Regions from separate parts of the Pan troglodytes genome. Here region 2 is linked to region 1. A link is a contact called in public HiChIP or PLAC-seq data. All regions are on one chromosome and are shown on one strand. The core of a region is the stretch at or near the end of the contact, and the rest is flanking DNA. Distances in the headings are between cores, read along the strand shown.

Region 1 (7,394 bases), core at 1,425-3,924:
CCCCATTATTGATGATGTTCACTTGGATCACTTGATTAAGGTGAGGCCTGCAAGCCATCTTCACTGTAAAGTATTTGGGGAGGAGGTGCCTTGAGACTACTGCTCATCAAATTTTCAGTTTGTTTGTTTATTTATTTAGAGTCAGGATTTCACTCTGTCGCCTAGGCTGGAGTGCAGTGGCGCGATCTCAGCTCACTGCAACCTCTGCCTCCCAGGCTCATGCAATCCTCCCGCGTCAGCCTCCTGAGTAGCTGGGACTACTGGCACGCGTCACCATGCCTGGCTAATTTTTGTATTTTTAGTAGAGATGGGGTTTTGCCATGTTGCCCAGGCTTGTCTGGAACTCCTGAGCTCAAGCAATCTGCCTGCCTTGGCCTCCCAAGTGCTGGATTACAGGTGTGAACCACCGTGCCTGGTCATGCATTTATTTATTATATCAGTATGGACCCATGGCTTCTATTTTATTCAAATCATAAGGAGTTACAGTCCATTACTATTATTTATTTTGATGTTCACACTGTCCTCGATTTGGCCAGTGAGCAAGTTGTCTTCTGTGCCATTTTGACATATTTCCATCATTCTTCAAGCACTTTCTTGTTTTCTGGCACAAGATATTCTAAGGCTCACCTTGTTCCTTCCTTGCTTCCAAAAATGGAATAGGCATTTCTCCAAGGAGCCCTGATTCCTCAAAGTGCATAATAGTATTAAAAAAACAGGATCTGGGCACTAGGGTATCACTGTTCCCAGGCCCTATCAGTGAACAGAGCTGGAAGATATATGTATTTACACTATATTTATCTGTATATCTATCTATTTATATTGAAAATCATGAATCCACACCAATATCTCCAATTCTAATCTCACACCACAGGATTCACTCTAGTTTTCTTCTTTCACATGTTTTAACTCTCTTCTCTGACAGTAAGAAACTTAGCATCCATTATACTCATTATCCTTAAAATGTATCCTTAGTACATTTACGTATTTGATGGGTTTGCCTGTATGTAACCAATTCCCCAACTCTGCTCAAGTGCTCTCCACTCAGGCTCTGACATCCCTCAGTGGGTTGCTTCCTTCCCCAACACCTGGACACCCTCCTTACCATGATACATCTCTGATTTTATAATATGCTGAACCACTGTCCTGATAGGAAGAATAGAAATTTTTCACTCATTCCACTTCTGTATTCTAAACACCTAGAAGAGTGACTGGAACATGGTACATGCTCAATCAATATCAGTTGATCGAATAAATCTCTTGCTGATTATTTAGTATGTTCCCTCCAAGCTGAACATTCTAAGCTTTTTGTTTTTGAGACGGAGTCTCGCTCTGTCACCCAGGCTGGAGTGCAGTGGCGCGATCTCGGCTCACTGCAACGTCCGCCTCCTGGGTTCAAGCGATTCTCCTGCCTCAGACTCCCGAGTAGTTGGGACTACAGGTACTCGCCACCACGCCTGGCTCATTTTTGTATTTTTAGTAGAGAGGGGGTTTCACCACGTCAGGACATCGATCTCCTGACCTCGTGATCCGCCCACCTTGGCCTCCCAAAGTGCTGGGATTACAGGCGCGAGCCACGGCGCCCAGCCTTTATTATTATTATTATTATTTTTTTTTTTAAATTAACTCTTCAAGGCCACATGATTCCAGTACAACCGCTTGCGGGGTTCCAAGCCACGTCTTGGCTATGTAAATGCAGCACATAGACTAGCCATGGGAGGGCAGCAGAGGGCCACTATATAGGTGCAACCTTAGGCTTCAAAATTCTTGGACCATTCTGACGTGATTAAACTAAAAACGAATGAGTTTATGCATATCGAGATACCCTGAGGTGTACAAAGGATGAGTCAAGGTAGGAGAGAGAGAGTTGAAGAGTGACAGCTGAGAAACAGAGATAGGACATGTCCAAGAAGTGCCAGGATAACCCAACAACACAGGCTGATTGAGGAAACTGCCAGAGATTAGACAAAGTAGACTGAAGAGGGAAAGCAATGTTTGTTGGAGATTTTGCTTTAGTTTTTGATAAATATTTCTTAGTCATATCAATTGTTTTAAATATAATTACGCCCCCAAACCAAATTTCTACTCTTATTCTGGCAACAGAATAAAAATCAATATCAATGTTTGATCATTTTCAAAGAAACTCAGTTCCTATCTTGGTTGAAATGCAGTGACATCCATATGACAATTGAGCTCTTCATGTGGCACTAATATAACTAAGCCCTGAGCACATCCCTTGCACTTCTATTTAGTGAAGTCTTTTAAAAAATATTTTCTTTAAAGTTGTTAAGTGGAATTACTAAAAATTACAATCAGCAGTATTTTCTACTCTTTTAGCTTATTTTTAAAAATATTTATCTCCATGCTTTTCAATATTACACCTATATTGCTTCTTCTTGATTTTTCCATTTTAAGATACTGACTTCCTACTATGGAAGTTAAAGATGAAGCTCTATTTCCTCCTCCTCCATCCCCATCAAGCATAGTACCCTTCTCCAAAGCCCATCCTTCCAAATGTAATTCTTTTTTTGAGGGGGAGGGGGGATCAGTACTCAGTTTTTTTGTGTGTGTTTTTTTTTTTTTTTTTTTTTTTTTTGAGACGGAGTCTCGCTCTGTCACCCAGGCTGGAGTGCAGTGGTGCGATCTCGGCTCACGGCAAGCTTCGCCTCCCGGGTTCACGCCATTCTCCTGCCTCAGCCTCCCAAGCAGCTGGGACTACAGGCGCCCGCTACCACGCTCGGCTAATTTTTTTGTATTTTTAGTACAGACGGGTTTTCACCGTGTTAGCCAGGATGGTCTCGATCTCCTGACCTCGTGATCCGCCCACCTCAGCCTCCTAAAGTGCTGGGATTACAGGTGTGAGCCACCGCGCCCGGCCAATACTCAGTATTTATGTAACAATAAATACAATTACTTTCATTTCTTGCACAAGATTTTGTTTTCCCTAGAATTAATAGCTGCATAATTCTTACAGCCGCTTAGTTTTCTGTGTACCTGTCATGAGTTAAACTCCAAACTCTCGGTCAAATCTCCTCTTGAGGATTCAACGCCAGCTGGAATTTTGTCAATTCCATCCTTCTGAAGCAGTCTCCCAAAGATTTCTGACCGAATCTAATCTGGATGCGTTGCTGTCTATGCCTATACACAGCTATTGTTTCCGGAGCTCTTTCAGTATCATCTTGGGATCTTACTATTTTCTGTGTTTGTTATTTATTGTATTTCCTGCATTTCATAATTTCCTCCTTCTTGGCTTATTCCCTCATTTTGGTGGATCAGACCTACAGGATCTTCCTGGAGGTACTGAGAAAGGTAAGATAGGTACTATTTTTTGTGTGTAGTGATTTAGCACATCTGAAACTCTATTCTATTCACACACTAGATTGGTAGTTGGATGAGTATTGAAGACTAAATCGGAAGTAATTTTCCCTCAGAATTTTGAAGAGAGTGCCGTATGGCTTCCTAGATTCTAACTGAGCAATCTGAAGCCACTCTGATTCTATAGTCTGTATAACCTGGAAGGGTGTGGGATCTCTTTTTCCTCGATGTTCAGAAAATTCACAATGATATGCCTTGACGTGGATACTTTAATATTTGTGCTGGGTGCTTAGTAGGATCTTTCAGTGTGGAAACTCATCTCCTTAACATCTGGACAACTTTCTGAAGTCATTTATTATTTCCTTCCTTTCATTTTTTTTTGGTTTGGAACTCCTGGACTGGTCCTGTGATGTGACTGCAGCCGCCAGGCGCGTGCGCAGTGTACACTGCGTGCGCATACGCGAGCCCGTTGCGCCTGCGCGCGGTGCCGCCGTCGCCCCTCTTTTCGCGGCGCTCTCCACCTGCGCGGGCCTGAATGGCCTTCAGGAGCGCAGTCGGCCTGAGGAGTTGATGGTTACCGCCGTGAGCCCAAGTAACTCGCCCTCCTTCGGCCAGAAACCCTCCGCCTGGGCCCGCGCGAGAGGAGCGCGGCCTCTGAGGGGAGCGGCGACCCCGCCAGCCCCAGTCTCTTTCCGTGGCGGCGGCGGCTTCTTCCGTGGGACAATATGTTCAAGAGAATGGCCGAATTTGGGCCTGACTCCGGCGGGAGAGTAAAGGTCAGTGCCCGGACCGCCCCTCTTCCGGGGTGGCTCTCCCGCCCCGGTTCCTCCCTGCGCGGCGCGGGGAGGGCCCACTGGGTTTCCTTTCGCGCCTTTTCTCCTCGGGTTTGAACCGTGGTTTCAGGTTGGAGAGCGAGTCAGAGCCATTGAGCGAAAAACCGGCGTTCATTGGGCCCCAACTTCCTCGCGTCACTGCCAACTCCCATCCCCGCCAAAAAACAAACAGATAAATGGTGGCTTGGGGAAACCCGGACGTGGCTGCCAAGGAAACGGGCGACTCCGAGGGCTGGGAAAGCTCAGCTTGGTGCACATTCGCTGCCAATCTAGGTTATTGGTGAAGCGGTGACGCCACCCTCCTGGTGTGAGGATAACAATAACTGTAGCAAACAGTCGCTGAGCGCTTACCCGCAGTATTTCCAAGTGCGGTAACTGAGACACCGAGGCATACGAAAGCTAAGAAAATTTGCTGGAGTTCATGGTGTTCACAAAGCCTCAAAGCAAGAGCATAACACTGTGCCTGGCACATGGGGAACATTCAGTAAATGTCAACTTCTTTTGTTTTTGATGAAATTACCATAGACCCTAGCGTAATGTTTGACATTGTAATATTTATTTCCCTCACACATCCCCTGGCACGTTCATTTTTTTTGTTTTTTGAGACGAAGTGTCTGTCTTGTTGCCCAGGCTGGAGCGCAATGGCACGATCTCGGCTCACTGCAACCTCCGCCTCTCGGGTTCAAGCGATTTTCCTGCCTCAGCCCCTCTAGTAGCTGGGATTACAGGTGCCCGCCACCACGCCCGCCTAATTTTTGTATATTTAGTAGAGACGGGGTTTCACCATGTTAACCAGCCTGGTCTTGAACTTCTGACCTCAGGTGATCCACCCTCCTCGGCCTTCCAAAGTGCTGGGATTACAGGCGTGAGCCACCTTGCCCGGCCCTGCACGTTAATTTTTGAGGCAGGACCCACTGGCTCCTGATAAAAACAACTATTTGTACCCCTTCTGATTTTTATTTATAAAGGAAAGGAAATTTTTCTTTAAAAAGAATCAACCACGGCTGGGCGCGGTGGCTCACGCCTGTAATCCCAGCACTTTGGGAGGCCGAGATGGGTGGATCACCTGAGGTCAGGAGTTTGAGACCAGCCTGGTCAAGATGGGTGAAACCCCGTCTGTACTAAAGATACAAAAATTAGCCGGGCGTAGTGGCGGGCGCCTGTAATCCCAGCTACTCGGGAGGCTGAGGCAGGAGAGTCGCTTGAACCTGGGAGGCGGAAGTTGCAGTGAGCTGAGATCGTGCCACTGCACTCTAGCCTGGGCGACAGAGCAAGACAATGTTTCTTTAAAAAAAAAATAGCAATAATTAGTAGGTTTTAAAAATACTTATCTGTGTGTGTGTGTGTGTGTGTGTGTGTGTGTTTTGTTTTGTTTTGTTTTTTGAGACGGAGTTTTGCTCTTGTTGCCCAGGCTGGAGTGCACTAGCGCAATCTCGGCTCACCGCAACCTCCACCTCCTGGATTCAAGCGATTCTCCTGCCTCAGCCTCCCGAATAGCTGGAATTACAGGCATGCGCCGCCATGCCCAGCTAATTTTGTATTTTTAGTAGAGACGGGGGCTTCTCCGTGTTGGTCAGGCTGGTCTCGAACTCCCGACCTCAGGTGATCTGCCCGCCTCGGCCTCCCAAAGTGCTGGGATTACAGGCGTGAGCCACCGTGCCTGGCCGCTTTTCTTCATTTTTATTGTTGTTGGTTACATTCACTCAGCACTTTTCACATGTGGTAAATCTTGCTCATTGTTCTTCAGATACATTTCTGTAACTGAGCCATTGGTTTCAGATTCATGTGCAACATTCAATAGTTTCACTTCAATTGAAATTTTTTATCTTTCCAACATAATCTGTCAATACGCACTGCCTTTGCACTTATCAGATATAAGAAATATGTATGTTAAACTAAGGACAAATGTAGCAAACATGTCATCAGCCACTATTTACCAAGCTTCAGTCATCCAAGTGACACTTGGCCATTTTTGCCATGTCTGAATTCAACTGTAATATTTATTGTAACATTTACATTTAAATCAGTTTATTTTTTAAAAGCCCCTTTCTAAGCGTTAATGTTTTTTAAATTGTAGGGTGTTTGGTTGTTTTTGTTTTTTTTTTTTTTTTTGGAGACAGAGTCTCGCTCTGTTGCCCAGGCTGGAGTGCAATGGTATGATCTCGGCTCACTGCAACCTCTGCCTCCCAGGTTCAAGCAATTCTCCTGCTTCAGCCTCCCAAGTAGCTGGGATTACAGATGCACACCACCAAGCCCAGCTAATTTTTGTATTTTTAGTAGAGATGGGGTTTCACCATCTTGGCCAGGCTGGTCTTGAACCTCTGACCTCAGGTGATCCACCCACCTTGGTGAAATTGTAGGTTTTAATTTCTAGTTACAGTTATTACTATTTTTTAATACTGATTAAACACGTAAGTAAAAAAATGAAAAATGTTTGACCTTTATTCTACCTCTCACAAATTACTCCTAATATTTATACTATACTTTGGGAAACACTGCCACAGGCTAGGTGATAAGGACATTGCCACAGGTGATGCCAGTCAGAATTGGCCATTTTTATTTCAATGCCTAGCTTTCAGGTGTTTAAGTAAAGGCCTTTTGCATTTCTTTTAACAACACTCTAAAAGCGCTTTGCATGGTAATTTAAATAAAAGCATTTTCAAAGAGGGAACATTGTAATTATTCTGGTGTTTTTTGTGTTAATATGAAAGGATGTGTCTGAAATTGATTTGAGAGAAATCCATATTATAAGCAAACTATAGATTGTTAGACTGCCATTCTTTAAAGCAAGTTTTCAGAGCTCTTATTCTGCATATTTAGCTAATGGTACAATATTCATTTATTTTAAAATTATTTTTCTTTTAGGGTGTTACTATCGTTAAACCAATAGTTTACGGTAATGTTGCTCGGTATTTTGGAAAGAAAAGAGAAGAAGATGGGCACACTCATCAGTGGACAGTATATGTGAAACCATATAGAAATGAGGTAGGCACTCGTTTTTTCTGTAACTGTTTTACTTAAAGTTGTCTGTAATTTGTTTTGCTTAAAGACAACCTGTAATTTTTTTTTTTTTTTTTTTTTTTTTGAGATGGAGTCTTGCTCTGTTGCCCAGGCTGGAGTGCAGTGGCGTGATCTCAGCTCACTGCAAGCTCCACCTCCCGGGTTCACGCCATTCTCCTGCCTCAGCCTCCCGAGTAGCTGGGACTACAGGCGCTCGCCACCATGCCCGGCTAATTTTTTGTGTTTTTT
Region 2 (7,394 bases), core at 2,574-5,073, 230 kb after region 1:
GATTAAGCCTGGGAGGTTGAGGCTGCAATGAACTGTGATCCTGCCACTGTGGTCCAGCCTGGGCAACATAATGAGACCCTGTTTGTTTGTTTTTTTAAAGTGCTCCTCTAAGTGTGCTCCACAGACTGATTCCTGTGTACAAACTATCATGGTCTGCAACAGGAGAAATATCAAGTCTTCTAACCTTCTCCCTACTACCCAAACAGTAGGTGTCTGGGTGGACCCAACTCAGTGTGACTCTGGACTCCTGGACCTTTATTTGGTTTCCTTCCCCAGGTATTCTACGTGTTCCTGAGGAATGTTGACAAGTCCCATAACTCTGTTCTGGTGGTTGTTTGCCACTTCCGCCAGTTATTTCACTCCAGTTAATGAATCTACCCTTGCTCCCAAATCACCTCTAGCCATCAAATAATGATATGCTACAGTGCTTTCCTACTTCCATAACATGCCAAGCATACCCAACCTCGGCTACTATATTTATAAAGCCTATTAGAAGACTTGGGATATAATGATAACAATAGCTAAGCTAAACAGGCACTGTTCTAAGCTATTTAATCTGTGATAATTATCTCCATTTTACACAAAAGGAAATTGAGGCACAGAGAGATTATATAACTGGAAGCTGACCAGTTAACAAAAAGCCAATTCACTGAAAGCCAAATTATACCAAGGGGAAGAGAGAGGAGGACACAGGGTCATAGAGAGGAGAGGGTCACAAAGACTTTGAGGGAGGAGGAAGGGTTAACTAAGAGAAGCCAAGACCAAGGGACTTGAGAGTAGAGGACAGAAGATGAGCCAGGAGAAAGTCACACAACGTGTTTAATCACAGAAACATGGATTCCCAAGGTCTCACTATCTCCATAGGCCCTGTAACCTATCTAATACAAATTACGATAAAATGTATAAATAGATGGGCACAGTGGCTTCTGCCTGTAATTCCAGCACCTTGGGAGGCCAAGGTGGGCAGATCACATGAATTCAGGAGTTCAAGACCAGCCTGAGAAACATGGCAAAATCCCGTCTCCACCAAAAATACAAAAAATTAGCTGGTGTGGTGGCGCATGCCTGTATTTCCAGCTACTCAGGAGACAGGTCGGAGGATCGCTTGAAGTCAGGAGGCAGAGGTTGCAGTGAGTGGAGATCACACCACTGCACTCCTGCCTGGGTGACAGAGTAAGACCCTGTCTCAATTAAAAAATATATATATAGGTGTGGTGGCTCATGCCTGTAATCCCAGCACTTTGGGTGACTGAGGTGGGCAGATTGCTTGAGGTCAGAAGTTCGAGACCAGCTTGGCCAACATGGTTAAACCCTGTCTCTACTAAAAATACAAAAATTAGCCAGCTGTGGTGGTGCATGCCTGTAGTCCCAGCTATTTGGGAGGCTGAGGCAGGAGAATTGCTTGAACCCGGGAGGCGGAGGTTGCAGTGAGTTGAGATCATGCCACTGCACTCCAGCCTGAGCGACAGAGTGAAACTCTGTCTCAACAACAACAACAACAACAAAAAAGTATAAACAGCTAAAAGAGACAGTTTTTGGTAAACCAGCACATTGATCACGCTCTGAATGGCCTTCAATGAACTGATTTAAAGAGCCTGTGAAACCCACCCAAGACTACAAAGCTAGTACGTAAAATGGTTGAAATTCAAACTCATATAGTCTGGGTCTAGAAGCTGAGTGTTTAGCCTCTAGGTGTAGAGGTGTCATCAAAGGAGGGGGAAGTAGGAAAGAAGGAAGGGTCAAAAGATGCAATGGAGAAAGGACACATTTCCAAGGGTCCCATCATAGGGTCTCTTCCTGGCTGCCTCTAGCCTCAGTTCCACAAGGTGGCAGGGCCTGCCTCCTTCTCCCCATCCAAATGCCTCTGGCTACATTCAAAGCCCAGCAGGGAGCAGTCATTGGTTTCCCCATCACACACAGTCTCAGGCTTGCCTACCAGAGGACATAATAAATATCTCCAGGTATGTAATTTTGCCCACAATAAAAACAACCTTTTTCAATATTGTGCAGGCATCTTAGTTTTTTATTGTGAATCTTCTCATTCCAGAATGCGATTTGGGATCTGCCTAGGAAAGTACATTTCCTGAAAGAAGACCAAATTTTCCTACAAAGAAGAGAAAACTCTTGGGAGATTTAAAATAACAATTTGTCCAGCCTGAACTCCCCTTTTCATGTTGGACCTGAGGAATACTGTAAACCAGGGTCAGCAAACTTTTTCTGTAAAGAATTAGATAATACATGTTTTAGGTTTTGTGGGCCCATTCAACCTGTCATGACTACTCAACTCTGCCACATAACTCTGCTATTGTATTGTGACAGAGTAAATATGTATGGGTATGCCCATGGATTCCAATGAAGCTTTATGGACACTGAAATATTAATTTCACAGGATTTTCATGTGTCAGGAAATTTTTGATTTCTTTCAACCACTTAAAAATGTAAAAACTATTCTTAGCTCTCAGGCCATACAAAAAACAACTGGCAGGCTGGGTTTGACTCCTCACAGCTTGCCAACCCCTGGTGGAAATCAACCCACTTAGAGGAAATCTGAAGGGTAGAAACAACTAAAAAATTGAAAATTCCTGTTAATGTTAGCAATGTCAAAAATCCAGGAGACCCCAGCTACTCAGGAGACCAAGGCAGGAAGATTGCTTGAGCCCAGGAGTTCCAGGCCAGCCTGGGCAACATAGAAGACCCCATCTCTAAAAAAAACAAAACAGAAAAAGAAAAATCCAGGAGCTTGTTTTGTTTTTGTTTTGTTTTGTTTTGTTTTTGTTTTGAGACAGAGTCTCGCTCTGTTGCCCAGGCTGGAGTGCAGCGGCGTGATCTCGGCTCACTGAAACCTCTGCCTCCCGGGTTCAAGCAATTATCCTGCCTCAGCCTCCTGAGTAGCTGGGATTACGGGCATGCACACCACGCCCGGCTAATTTTTGTATTTTCAGTAGAGACAGGGTTTCACCATGTTGGCCAGGCTGGTCTCCAACTCCTGACCTCAGGTGATCCGCCCACCTCGGCCTCCCAAAGTGCTGGGATTACAGGCGTGAGCCACCGCGCCCTGCCGAGGAGCTTAAGCGATCAGTTAGTCAAAGGGAGAAAAGAGGGTATCAGTAGATGACAGAAAAATTTTTTAGAGAACAAATTTTTAGACATCCGTCAACTTAGAGAAAGTAGAAAACTGTCTATAATAAACTGAAATATTTGGGACTGATCTTGATGTCTGCCAAGGTTTTGGCAGACATCAAGATCAGTCCCAAATATTTCAGTTTATTATAAACAAAGACTAATAAGTCGTCTCTACTATTGGAGGAAAAAAAAAAAAAAGACCGAAATGCAAAAATTCCTGAAAATGAGTAAATAGGGCAAAGATAAAATACTATAAATGTCTCTGTCAGTTCACAAGACCTTATCCTGGGCAGTCAACGTCCAGTTAGAAATAACGTCTGAAAATTCAGTAAGAGAAAAGGAAGTCTTCTTCTGTAATACTCAGTAAATAATGTTTAAAATTAACATAGCAATAATATTATCTGGGAATATGATAGTAAATAGCCCCTCCAAAAAACTGAAAAAGTTGAAAGCAGTTTTCCTGGAGACAGGAAGTGGTGAGGCAGATAAATTATGTTTTTCATTATTGGTATATAACACTTTAAACTGTGTACATGTGTGACTTTAATAGAAGTGTTTAAAGATTAAATTTAAGAAAATAAAAAGTGTGAGCAAAAACTCCATTTCTATGGCAACCCGCGCGGCAGCCGCCTCTTTGTTCTGGAGCGGCGGCCACGCCCCCTCCAGTGTGAAAGGCTGCGTTTCCGGCCCGTGGGGCTCCAATCAAAATGGGACGCCTGCCGGCGGTAACGACAGGCCGGGGCCGCCCCCCGAAGTAGGGCGTGTGGCGTCACTTCCGGCTTCCTTCAGTCCGCTGGTCCCGAGCACGAGCTGTGAGGGGATTCACTTGTGTGCGGAACTCCTCGGAACCATGGTGAGCCTGACTCCCCTGCCTCTTGCCCTACCCCTGCTCCGCCGTGCTCTTGCCACCCCACTGCTTCCTCTGTCCTGCTAGGGTCGTAGGCTCCGTTTCTGTCTCCCCGGCCCGCCGCACATGGTGCGAGCCATGCGGGGCGTGCGGCCTGCGCCAGGCCAGCCGGTGGAGCTCACCACGAAGGGGAGGGGTGGACCGCAAAGCCAGCGTCTCCTTGTGCCTAGGTCTTTGCATAGTCCTGGCAGCCCAGGTCCGCGCCTCACCCCGAGCGAAGAAATTTCTAGTGTGGGACCCGCTCCGCCCTCCTTCTAGGGGCGGAGCCTGGAGCGACGGGGTCTGAGCCATCAGAGGGTGGAGGGGCCGCAGCCTTCCGAGGGTGGAAGATGGAGGCCGCGTTCCCTCGCCCGCCCGGCAGGTGTCACCTTGATGGCCTGCAACCCCTCCCTGCCTCATTCTTAGTTCAAGATCGTCTTTAGTCTCGCTGTACGTAACTGTCAATCTCGCTGGTGTATAATTTATACTCCTGGGGGCCTTGTAAATCCGAAAAGCCATGTCGCTCTCCTACAAGTCCCTCTCTCCCACTTAAATGCCTTCTCCGATGATGGAAGCTTCATTTGATTGAAAACATTGTTGTAAATGAGTTTTCTCTTAGATGTCCACTTGTAAGACTAGTGGAAGGCACCTCAGTGTATGTGTTAGAGTATTGGTACTTAAACGGAATACCTCTTGGTTTTCCTTTTCAGGCGTCCCTTTCCCTTGCACCTGTTAACATCTTTAAGGCAGGAGCTGATGAAGAGAGAGCAGAGACAGCTCGTCTGGTAAGCCTTGTTCTAACCATTGTTTTAAAGATAAAACTGGAGGCCAGGCGCGGTGGCTTACTCCTGTAATCCCAATACTTTGGGAGGCCGAGGTAGGCGGATGAACTGAGGTCAGGAGTTCGAGACCAGCCTGGCCAACATGGTGAAACCCCGTTTCTACTAGAAATACAAAAATTAGCCGGGCGTGGTGACGGGCACCTGTAATCCCAGCTACTCGGGAGGCTGAGGCAGGAGGATCGCTTGAACCCAGGAGGCGGAGGTTGCAGTGAGCTGAGATCGCGCCATTGCACTCCAGCCTGGGCGACAGAGCGACACTCTGCCTCAAAAAAACAAAAAAGTAAATAAAGATAAAACTGTACTTGAAGACTGTAAAGTTGATTCTGATAATCTCCTTGGTTTTTACTCCAGACTTCTTTTATTGGTGCCATCGCCATTGGAGACTTGGTAAAGAGCACCTTGGGACCCAAAGGCATGGTAAGAAAAATAGAAAAGTTTTATATTTTAATATTGTTTTAGAGCACTTGGTGGAAATATAATAACAGGCGTATTAAAATGCTTTTTAATCTTTAAAACGTTTAATTATAAAAGACAAGTATGTTCTCCTTAGTAAAAATCAGAGTCCCCAGAATCACCATCCCCAATCCCATGCCCCTCCCCAATGACAAGTACTGTTATCATTTGCACGTACATCTTCTAATATTCTGTTTATGTAGAAGTATGTGTACTTCATTATGTATTTTATACTCATGTAACATACTGTTTTATAAAACAGATACTATTTATCAATACTTTTTTGTAGCTTGCTCTTTTAAATTCCTTTCAGTGTAAGTAGATAACACTGCCCCTTTAACTGTCAAATATTATCCTGTACCTTAATTATTTTATAATTTAATTATGGCTGTATCGATAGTTTCTTTCCATTGTTTTTGCAGTTACGGTGTTGAAACAAAAACTAGTGTCTACCTGTGCTTCTAGTGTTTCTAGGGGTAGATACATGGTTTGGTTACGTGGTGTATGTATTGAAAACATTTGATGAATGGATACCACAAAATAGCCATCCAGAGTGTTTATACACTAGCACTGTGTGAGAATCCTGATTGATCCATGCATTCTTCAAGATGTGCTTATGTCTTAACTTGAACCAATTATGTTCCCTTTAGGACAAAATTCTTCTAAGCAGTGGACGAGATGCCTCTCTTATGGTAACTAATGATGGTGCCACTATTCTAAAAAACATTGGTGTTGACAATCCAGCAGCTAAAGTTTTAGTTGGTAAGTCTGAATATACTTTTTCACCAACCTAATAATACTGTTTGTTAACATTTTTGAAATAACTTTATAAATAGGCTGTGTTGACCAATCATACTGTCAATTGATGTCCACTAGTTTTTAATTATCGTTGTTAAAATACAAGCTTCAGGAGTGCCCGTATGTTGGTGGTAAAACTGTTGCATTTCAGACCTCAGAGTTCCAAATAATTTGTTGGATGAGGAACCCTGGTAAGTTTAGATTGGTAGTGAATATTTTTGGAGAATTTAGTAAGCAAAGAAGCAATTTTGAGTTAATAACTAATTTCTTTTTCTAGATATGTCAAGGGTTCAAGATGATGAAGTTGGTGATGGCACTACCTCTGTTACCGTTTTAGCAGCAGAATTATTAAGGGTAAGAGCAACTAAGCAACTCTTTTTTCCTACTGGGTTTTAAGTATCAGAGGTAATCAAGTCCTTACTTTCTCTATCTTTACTATTGAGGAGTGCTTAATAATTTTCTATTTATAACTTTTGTTTTATAACTTTATTAATAGGAAGCAGAATCTTTAATTGCAAAAAAGATTCATCCACAGACCATCATAGCGGGTTGGAGAGAAGCCACGAAGGCTGCAAGAGAGGCGCTGTTGAGTTCTGCAGTTGATCATGGGTTTGTATAGCAAAGTACTACTGTTCTAAACATTTAGTGTTCTTTCATAACATGCTTAATGCAAGAAATCTATAGGACACTGAAAAGCATACACAAAGATCATCTTGCTGCCTCACCCCACTCCAACAGCCAAACCTACATCAGCCTCCAGAGATAGCCACTAAAGTTAAGTTTGGGTTTTTAGTCTTTTTGTATATATCATCAAAATATACAAATAAAGCAAATAGTATAATACTGTATAGAGAATTTGTTAGCCTCTTTTTAACCTAGTTAAATATTAAGCACATTTTTGGATGTCAATTTTCTGTGCAGTATTTTAATAGAGTTACACATTTGAATATTTGGCTAGAATGACTGTATTAACCTGTCTGTACGGGGAGATTTGTGTATTTGATGATTTTTATCTTTATAATAACTTTGTGATGTTGTGACATAGCCCAAAGGTTTCTAGAAGTGTAATTGTTGGGTCCAAAGGTAAGTGTGTGTGTTTTAAGGCACCCCCAAACCTGGGCTGCACAGCAGGTGAGCAGCAGGTGGAAAAACTATCTTCCCATGAAACCAGTCCCTGGTGCCAAAAAGGTCCGGGACCACTGTTTTAAGGCACTTCTATTTATTTGCCCATTCACAACTGTATAATAATACTTGTTTTTCACGTCCTTTTATTTATTTATTTATTTTGAGAC

What was found. HiChIP or PLAC-seq counts read pairs in DNA pulled down with a chosen protein or histone mark.
Region 2: a contact with region 1 is called in an H3K4me3 HiChIP or PLAC-seq map of stem cell-derived excitatory neurons, with 5 times the contacts expected there. The contact joins the promoter of CCT2 here to the promoter of YEATS4 in region 1. A contact is called at or near these places in 2 of 7 Hi-C or Micro-C datasets (both in induced pluripotent stem cells), 1 of 1 datasets of contacts at active chromatin or transcription factors (stem cell-derived excitatory neurons) and 1 of 1 other capture datasets (stem cell-derived neural stem cells).

What each region holds. Positions count from the first base shown.
Region 1 is chr10:76,102,242-76,109,635 of NHGRI_mPanTro3-v2.0_pri, forward strand. YEATS4 (YEATS domain containing 4) reads left to right here and starts at 2,675. Exons shown (of 8, transcript XM_001155404.8): 1 at 2,675-3,306; 2 at 3,734-4,088; 3 at 7,011-7,130. The coding sequence starts at 4,038.
Region 2 is chr10:76,334,215-76,341,608 of NHGRI_mPanTro3-v2.0_pri, forward strand. It overlaps CCT2 (chaperonin containing TCP1 subunit 2), which reads left to right and starts at 3,824. Exons shown (of 16, transcript NM_001246626.1): 1 at 3,824-3,976; 2 at 4,720-4,794; 3 at 5,203-5,268; 4 at 5,955-6,066; 5 at 6,380-6,456; 6 at 6,599-6,711. The coding sequence starts at 3,974.